Regions from separate parts of the Mus musculus genome. Here region 2 is linked to region 1. Evidence: chromatin contacts called from public promoter capture Hi-C data. All regions are on one chromosome and are shown on one strand. Each heading gives the region's core, a stretch centred on a gene start, on an enhancer-like site or on the middle of the called end of the contact. The rest is flanking DNA. Distances are from core to core; before and after follow the strand shown. Region 1 holds the start of Tmem235 (transmembrane protein 235). Region 2 overlaps Cyth1 (cytohesin 1).

Region 1 (4,586 bases), core at 1,164-3,663:
TCTCCAACTCTGGAGAACCTTTTAGATTTTTTTTTTTTTTCATCCTGCATGCTGGGTGGATGAATGGGCCTGTTGGGCAGTAATTTGTGTGAGGTCCATCTTCTGTGGGAGGATGCTCACCATGCTCGGTAAAGTTAGCTGGCAGATAGTTGATGGCCATTGGCTGAAGGGTAATTTAGCTCACAGTTGCAGCTGCTTCCCCAGTCTCGGGCTGGAGGCCATAGCCAGAGTTAGCCTGGGGCAGGACACATGGCTGGCACTAGAGACAGAATCTTTCCAGCAAATGTGACCTAGTTAAAGACAGAGGCTTGGGTGCAGACCTATCTCTGTCACTCAGGATTGGACCATCTTCCTCCAGGAGCCCACCCCTGTCTTTGGCGTCTGTACTGATGGGTTATGCTGTCTTTGAAGAGTCCCTGCAGGAGGCAGAGGCCAGCACACAGCCTAGTACAGCTTACACACTGAGACAACATGTAGTTCTAGAGTAGCTCCTCTTCAGACGGCACCATGTCACTGGCTGAATTCATTAGGGCAGCCCCTCAGGGACCAGCACCTGCCTCCTAGAGGACAATGTCATCAGTGGCTCTGCTGCACAGAACCCAGGGTTGAAAATGAAGTGGGAATGGACTGCTCAGCAGGCCATCGTCCAGCCCTTCAGCTTCAGGGAATCAGTGCTGTGAAGGCAGCCGCATCTTGCTTTCACCTCCCATCCTCTTCCCAAACATCACACACCTCCACCCCCACACCTGCCCCTAACTCTGGGGTAGCAGTGGCCTCGGGCATGGCTGTCACCTACCTTGACAGCTGCCGCACTAGACCCGCTTGAGCTGCACCAAGAACAGGAACCTTTACAAACCTGCTCAAGGACAGGGATTGGGGGGGGGGGGGCTCAGTGACTCAGTGAGAGAGGGATGGGGCCAGACCAGCCTGTCAATTCAGATTTCTATGCAAGAAGCCTTTGACTGAAAGCAAGACTGATTGTTGTCATGTTGACTGGGGTGGCTGCTAGGTGACCTCAAGTCTACGTGATTCATGATTACTCCTCAGCCGTAATCGGTTTGGGATAAGAGCCTCCCTTCTCCCTCTCCTCCTGCCTTGGGAGGGCTGCCTCTCTAAGCACCAGATCATAGGGCTACCACCTGCTTCCAGAGCAGGGGTGTCTGTGGGACAATGCCAGCGGAGAGGTTGTCACAGAGCAGATGTGGCTGGGGAGAGCTTGGTGTGCATGTGAAGGGAGCAGCTTGCAGCGTGCTGGAAGAATTCTGTGCTTGCATCAATTCTTGTTTCAATGGCTGAATTCCACTTGAAATATCGTTTTAATAACTTTGCTAAAATTGCTTTTATCTCTGAACCATATTCCTCAAGCCAAGAGCTTAGCAGAGAGAAAACATATATTATGGAGAGACCCAAATAATCCAAGAAAGGGGGTGGTTGACCTGAGTGTCAAAGCTCTGGTGTCCTAGAAAGACCACCTCTGGCCCTCCTCTTTGGGCTCTGTCCTCCCCAGGGGCGGTGATTTAGAGGTCCCCCCATTCTCCAAAATGTAACCCAGCTCACCTTGCTTCCCATTGCCTGATTCTTCCTGGGAGAGGCCTCTTCCCTGCTCCCTTGCCTCTCCTGCCATTAGCATCTGACTCCTGTCCTTGGGGGGCAGGGGTCTGTATGTGTGCTCTGAAAGTGAGTTAGAAAAAAAGCAATGCTTTTTTCTCCCTGCTGCAGGAAGCTTATTCCACTGGTCCTCGGGACTAATGGAAACCAGGACCCCACACTGAGATGTGTCACAACCCAAGTCTTCCCTAAATGTGCCCAGCTGGGTCTGTCTACCACCCTTCCCTCTCCACAAACCTCCGTTCTAGGAGCTATTGCTGCAGTGGTCCAGCTGCTGACTGCTCCTGCACATCTTGGGGGTGGGGCCATCTTAGACTCACCTCCGATCCTCTTCCCAAACATCACACAGCACTGTGCCTAGTTTGTGACATCATTGGAATTTGAGCCCAAATTTATTGTCTCCAGCTCTGCTACGACCTGAGATTCCCCCCTCTCTTCCCTTACTGCCTGGCCAGCACAGAAAAGTGATCCATTTCCTAGAAAACTTGACCACTCCTGCGGTGGCAGAAATGCAGTGGTCGCAGAAGCACCTATGACGTTGTCTCTCCCCCGCCCCTGCCTTCTATCTACCTCTGCTTCCAGCCAGCCTGCTCTGCAACACCCCTCCCATGCCCTCTCCTGCTGATGCTCCCTCCCCTCCCACCGCCTAAACCTTCACTAGCCTGCTTCATTTCTGTCCCGAACCCCGACTGTCCCCAGCCGACAGTTCTTGTCTTCACCTCCCTGCCACTCTGTGCAGCCAGTCCCTAGCTCCTCTTCCCACTCGGCCCTGCGTCCCGTGCGCTGCTGTCTGGCTCTAACTCACATGGCCCTGCTAGCCACCTTGCTCCTGAGCGCAGCCCTGGGCGCCTTACTCAGCTTCGCGCTGCTGGCAGCGGCTGTCGCCAGCGACTACTGGTACATCCTGGAGGTGGCGGACGCTGGCGGCCTCGGTGGCGTGCAGCTCTTCTCGCATTCCGGGCTCTGGCGCACCTGTGAAGGTGAGCTACACACAGAGACTCCTTGGTCCCACTCTCCTTCCACCTCCTTTATTCCTATCCCCCTAACCCCGTCCCTATCAGTTCCATTGCTGGGATGCGGAGGAGTGTGAGAAAGAAGGTCCCCGCTCAGGGACAGGCTGCTGCCATCGTGGCCATAGCTGGGAAGCAGAGGGGGCTGAAACCATGCTTCCTTACATTCTGAAGAGCTTCTCTCTAAGGCCTGGCTGGGAAGAGTAGGGGTGCCATTGAGAGATGACAGGTCAGGTGGGTGGGCCATGAACCTGCTCCTTGCTTCTGAGTAACTTGATTGCACCTCCTTAGCCTTTCTAGGACTAGGTGCCCCCATGGAGGTCAGAGGAAGAAGAGCACCGGTGGCTGGGTCCCAGTCACCAGGGCTCAGTCGCAGCTTCCTGCGCTTTCTGCTCTTCCACAGGGCTGTTGCCCAGGGACCACGGAAGTCCTGACTCCTTCCTAGAGGAGGGGCCATGGGGCCGAGGAGGGGCAGGAAGCATAGGTGTGGATGTCTAGGGCCCTTCAGCCAAGTGACCAGGGGCTGGTGTCTCCTATGTGAGGCTCCCCAGTGCCCCTCAAGCCCCCATTCTCACCAACCTCAGCCTGATGCTGCCCTTGCCAAAGGGTGTCAAGAATATGACAGTGGCTGTGTATGAACACATGGTACTGTGTGTGTGAGGAAATATAAGTTGTGTGACTATGAGAGGCAAAAATAAATATGATTGTGTGTATGAGTGTGTGTATGTGTGTGTGTGTGTGACTGCGCACAGCTGTGAGCAGACTTGTATGTGTAAGCAGATGCGTGATGGTTGCTTCCTCTGTGTGCTTGGGACGAATGATCAAACTGTTCATTTACCTGGCAAACCTCCTTATCTGTGTGTCCTCGGCATATGTGTAGATGTAGGTGTGTGTGTGTGTGTGTGTGTGTGTGTGTGTGCGCGCGCTCAGCATACGTGCATGTGTGGGTGCTTCCCTGTGTGCTCAGCAGTGTATGTAGGTGCTTATGAGTGTGTGGTCATGTGTAAGGACCAGAGAGCCCTGATAACACGAGTCAGGAATGCTCCAGGATGTGGCATCTCCTCTTTTGGTGACCCAATCTGGGCATTTCTGAATGTTTGAATTTTTACACTCACTTCCCAGTAGGTATGACCTTCTGTGACCCTTAACTAAATAAGAGGTCTAGTCTCTAGTCCCATTTGGAGCCATAGCCCTGAGTTTCAAGAGTTAAACTGGGTCCCAAGGCTATGGTGCCCATGATGCCCAGCCCCCATCTGCACCTTGGTTTTCAGGGCAGAACAGCTGCGTGCCCCTGATTGACCCATTTGCCAGTGCCGGCCTGGAAGTTTCTCCCTCCGTACAGCACCTGCTCTGTGAGTCCTGGGGCAGTGCCATCTCTGACTCTTCAGGCAGGTCTGGGACCCAACCACCTCACCTCAGCCCACAAACTTCTTCTGAGGCTCTGGCCCAGAGGTTGTCTCCGTCATAGCCCTCTGACCACAGATCCTGGAAGCCCAGCCGGCTCTGCCCTCCCCATACCCCGGGTCCTTCTCAGTGGAACCAGCCTCTGATTTTGAGGATGTGAACCACCTTGGAGCATGACTGGGTCTCCTTATGCCCACCAAGTCCCCTTCTAGACTGACCCAGTTTTCAGTTGGATGGCCATCGATGACCTACTCTCCCTGAGAGGCCGGAGGGTGGAGAGGGAAGGGCAATGGCGAGCTCCCTCATCCTGGCTTCAGAAAGCCTGTACCAGAAAGGGGTGGCCACCGGGAGGGTCTAGTAGCCCCTAGGGAGATAGGCGTCTGCTTGAATCTCTGCTCTGGTGACCAGAGCAGGTGAAGGCATGGCTATCTTTGGCTCCTCCTTGGAGGCAGGTCCCTTTCCCTGCCCCTCTGTCCCCCCCTCTGCCTGCCCCTGAAACCCCCTCTTCCCACAGCCCTGCATCGCACAGTCATGGTAGTCTTGCCTCTGAGCCTCGTCCTCATC
Region 2 (4,378 bases), core at 736-3,235, 350 kb after region 1:
TTTTTCAAAGAAGCCACCAACTGCCATCTATTCTTGCTCAATAAGGGTCTGAAAGCTGAGAGGGGCTTTTTCTACCTCACGTGTCTTAGTTAGGTTTCTATTGCTGTGATAAACACCATGAGCAAAAGTAACTCAGGGAGAAAGAGGTTTATTTCAACCTGTAGTTTATAGTCTATCTTGAAGGGAAGCCCATCAGGAACTTAAGGCAGGATGCACAGGCCATGGAGGAAATGGTGCTTACTAGTTTGCTGCCAGGGGTGCAGAGTTTACTTTCTTATATACCCCAGAGCCACATGTGCAGGGATGGCACCACCCTCATGGGCCCTCCCACCATCTATCATTAATCAAGAAAATGTCCCACAGACTTGCCTATCAGCCAGTCTTTCTCAGTTGAGGTTCTTTATTCCCTGATGAGCTAGCTTGTGTCAAGGTGACAAAAACTAAGTAGTACATCCCAGTAGAGTGCCAGACAGCCACTCCGTAGAGTTGTCCTTAGTCCCAGTGGCAACACTGAAATCTGAAAAGAGCCCAGGAACAACTGAAGCCACTGGGTGGAGTCCAGAGCAGTTCAACTTCTGGCCCTGTGGCAGTCACTGCTGTTTCACAGTAGGCCAAGACTGGGGCTACCCACAGAGGCCCAGGCCTCTGGCTTCTACTGCAGGGTAGAGGTGAGTGAAGGGGGCATGTTCTACCTCTACCCTACTCAGCAAAGGTCTCAGGCAACTCTTAGATGGGCCCTACCTCCTGCACAATGCAGAGGAGGCAGCTTGGCAGGAAAGGAACTGCATGTAGCAAGAGAGGCCCAAGAGAACTGGGATGGGGGATGGAGGGACAGGAAGAAGCAAGGTCTTGTGGCTCTGAGACCCAAGGTAGATATAAAAGGCAGATTCAAGTAGGAGCACAATAAACCAAACACAAAAGGACCGCTCAAGCTCAATTACCCTACAAGTGGGAACAAAAGCACCAACGGCTTGCCTTCCCACACACGCTCCCAGAAGCTTTCTCTACCATGTCAAACACAGGTCTTTCCATCAGAAAATCTGAGTCTGCTTCTTGAAGAAAATTTGGATTCTTAATTTGTGTGTAAAAATTCTCCCAATGGCTACAGCATCAAAATTGTAAAAATTGAAAGTCTTTTGGTACTGAACATGGTGACTAGAGAGTGAGGTGCTCTGTAGAGGCCAGCAGGGAGACACGATGGCACCAGGCAGCGCTGTCACATTCCTCCTTATGCACTGTGTGTGCTTGGTGTACACATGTGAGGCTCCCACCATCAGCAGCCACCATTTAAAGGGGCTCATGGGGAAGGGGCATGCTACAACTCCTCCCTTCCTACTGCTCTATAAGTTGGATCCACAGGAAATGCAATCTTCCCTGCTGGGGTTTCTCAGGAAAAAATGCAGAAACGCCACCAGCTCGTTTGCCCAGAGTCTGAGCCCTTCTTCTGTGTTAGAGACATTCTTGAGCACTGTTCATGATTAGGGAAACTCCTGCTTGGTGACACTGCTGTGGTGGCACCGGTGGCTTTTCATATGGACACACTGCTTAGAATCCTGATTCAGAGGAAGAAAGAGAAACAGGCTCAAGCACCAAGAAGAAGGGGGTCAGAGCAGCCACTGACTCTGGAGAGAAACTTACAGCTCTCTCTGAGGTTGTAAGTTGAGCTTCCATGAGTCCTCTGTAAAGTGTGAAGAAAACAGGGCTAAGGCAAAATATGACTTCCTTGTTTTCCCAGGAAAGGAAGGAATGTGCTGGGTGGGTCATTCCACACCAGCCCACCTGCAGGGTAGCAGGACTTGATTTCCTGCCCCCATAACTCCCTGCCATACATAGGCAGAGAAACAAAGAGGTAGCTGATAACCACCTCCACGGCCAGGAGAGGGTCGCAGCAGCAGCAGCAGCAGCAGGCCAGCTTAGGTTAACTTAGGCTGTGAGGTGCTCAATGATTAGAGACCCGCTCTTAGGGCTAGGGGCGTGGCAATGGCTGTTGTAGAGCTGAGCAGGGATTGGCTGGGTAGCTGCAAAGGCTCTTCCTGGATCCAGACAACTGACTGTAAAGCTGCTACTGATTCCTGGCTCTGTGCTGGAATCACACAAACTCCTGGAGGCTGCAGACCCCGGCAGTCGGGCAGAAGCAACATTCACTAGAGTCATTCTAAGAGGAAAGCAGAGCTGAGCCGGAAACAGATGGGAGAGCAGACACCAGAACACTGTGTTCAGTAAAGGTGCCTTTGGAAGATTGGCATGGTCCAGAGGGAAAATGAAAGGTGGAAATGCCCAGATATCTCCAGGTCTAACTCTCCTTTTCTGATGTAGCCAACAGCAAATTGTACGCAGCCTCCCTCCCCATTTCAGCAAGTTTTGTGAACCATGTGAACATTGGCTGAACACTGGAGCATACATACTGCCTCCAAGCTACCCTGATCACTCGTCTGCAGTTTTCAGCTTCGTCCTTGCTGACCACTCTGCAAGCTAACAGGGCTCCTGATACCCCAGACCCAAGCCTGCCTTTCTTCCCACAATTCTGGACTCTTAGAATCTAATTCCACTCTCTGCCTCCCAAGTCTCCTTTCTAACTGGCCTGTGGGTCCTGGGCATCTGCAGCTAGCCTGGCTTTCATACCCCACCCAAAGAAGGGTGGCAGGTGGCAGACAGCCTCAGGCAGTGGGCCAGGCTGACTGTCTTCAGAGACAGGGTCGGAGGCCTTGCTTCTACTGGTGTCTTCACTAAGAAGAAAAATGTGCATGGCTGCTGTGTGCTGTCGACCCTGCTGTGCTCAGCAGGGAGGTCTGTGAAGCTCAAACCACAGCAAAGCCCTTCAACACTGCCACTGTAGATGGTTGGCATGAGCTTCACGCTTTGATGCGTGCTTTGTACAAAGTCAAACATGTTCCATCAGATGGACGCACATGCCACTCTGAGAAGTATCTGAGGTATTTGTCCACAGCACCAGCACCTGAAGTCTTCCTTATAACACATAGCAAGTTGCTTGTCCAAAGCCAGGAAACAGGTCACCGGAGATGCAGCAAGCAACTGAGCAGGGCCAGGACAGAGGCCACGTTAACATTAAGGTGAACTGTTTAGCCTAGTGTTCCACTGGGGAGATGCTATATGCAACTCTACTTGGTGTGCTTTCCTATAAATACGATTTTATATACCCTTGGAGTACCTTTTATAGCTTCAGATATTTTTGAAACTTAAAAAAAAAAAAAAAAAAACTTGACAGCTCAGGACTGAACTGCTCCCTGCTGGTAAACTGCTCCTCAGAGTTCATGAATGAGGCACAGGTCCAACGCCCACAGCCAGGTTCACACTCCTGGTCCCTGACCGGTCCTTAGCAGTTTACTCTCCTATTGAAGCCTACAGATTCACTTATCTGAGCATTTGCTGAGCATCTGCCACAGGCGCAGCCTGTGCTTGGAGCTGGGACTTAAATAGCTCCAGACCCAGCCTTGCCAGAGGGGAGAGGCGGGCAAGCCTGTGGCAGCAGCAACCTGGCACAGCATCTGTGCATGCCAAGGACATGCTGAGATGCTGCAGAGGGGCCAGCTGGATCCAGGACTTAATGACAACTCCCAAATGGAGAGGCAGGGCAATGACTCCCAATGAGGTAAAAAGCCTTAAGGATGGTGGGCTCACCAAAAGTCAAGGCCTGGGGCACAGTGAGACCAGAGAGCCCCAGGGAGCGCCCTTACTGCATCCCGTGGAGGGGAGGAATATGGGCTCACATTAAGGAGTCTTGATTCCATCCTAAAGGGAAGGCTCAGTGGCAAATTAATGGGACTACATATAAACAGATCAGCTCAAATAGCTAATCTAGAAGCAAGCCTATGGCACTTAAGAAAACAGTGCCCAGTTAATTATATTAGTAATTCTCACATAGGCAAATAAACAAGCAGTGCTGGAGAGCAACGGATTGATACAGGCAAGAAAGGAGGTAAAGGGCTGGAGATAGCTCAGCAGTTTAGACACTTGCTGCTCTAGCAGAGGACTTAGTTTGACCCCCAGCACTCATGGTGACTCATGACCATTTATAATTCCAGCTCTAGGGGATCCAATACCCTCTTCTGTCATCCCAGGATACCAGGCACACATGTGGTGCATGTACATACATGCAGGCAAAACATTCATGCACACAGACAGACAATGTTTTAAAAGAAGGTGAAAGGGGCAAGGCTGACGTGTGTACCGGAAGGCCCTGCCTTCTGAACATCTGACCAAAGTCCTCGTCACTGAGCAGGCACAGCTTGGGACAGCGATTCTGGGGGAGGTGGCTTCATGAGAAGCACCCACTGCCCTCCTTGGAGACCTCTGGGACTATGCACAGGAAACTCCACCTGTTCCTTTCCTTCCCCTTACACCACCCTCAATGCCACCC

The links. Promoter capture Hi-C pulls out the DNA fragments that hold promoters and counts their contacts.
Region 2: a promoter capture Hi-C map of 3T3-L1-derived adipocytes shows a contact between it and region 1, with 5 times the contacts expected there. The contact joins the enhancer-like site here to the promoter of Tmem235 in region 1. A contact is called at or near these places in 26 of 39 promoter capture datasets (the 3T3-L1 cell line, 3T3-L1-derived adipocytes, the C10 cell line and 14 more), 3 of 15 datasets of contacts at CTCF or cohesin (large pre-B cells, pro-B cells and stem cell-derived epiblast-like cells), 57 of 484 Hi-C or Micro-C datasets (B cells, the Ba/F3 cell line, the C2C12 cell line and 31 more), 22 of 115 datasets of contacts at active chromatin or transcription factors (the HPC-7 cell line, the SCID.adh cell line, T-cell acute lymphoblastic leukemia and 17 more) and 4 of 9 other capture datasets (adipose tissue, embryonic trunk, liver and 1 more).

Annotation. Positions count from the first base shown.
Region 1 is chr11:117,858,339-117,862,924 of GRCm38.p6, forward strand. Tmem235 (transmembrane protein 235) reads left to right here and starts at 2,414. Exons shown (of 4, transcript NM_001085535.1): 1 at 2,414-2,588; 2 at 3,890-3,970; 3 at 4,537-4,586. The coding sequence starts at 2,414.
Region 2 is chr11:118,206,911-118,211,288 of GRCm38.p6, forward strand. All of the region lies in intron 1 of Cyth1 (cytohesin 1), which reads right to left. Among named protein-coding and RNA genes, the nearest start is that of Cyth1, 39 kb to the right of the region's middle. Within about 2 kb of position 1,986, at least 75 of the 459 cell types and tissues checked have an H3K27ac peak or open chromatin away from gene starts, as enhancers often do. A contact at or near this core is called in 3T3-L1-derived adipocytes, CD8 T cells, the N1E-115 cell line and 7 more, where this site is marked.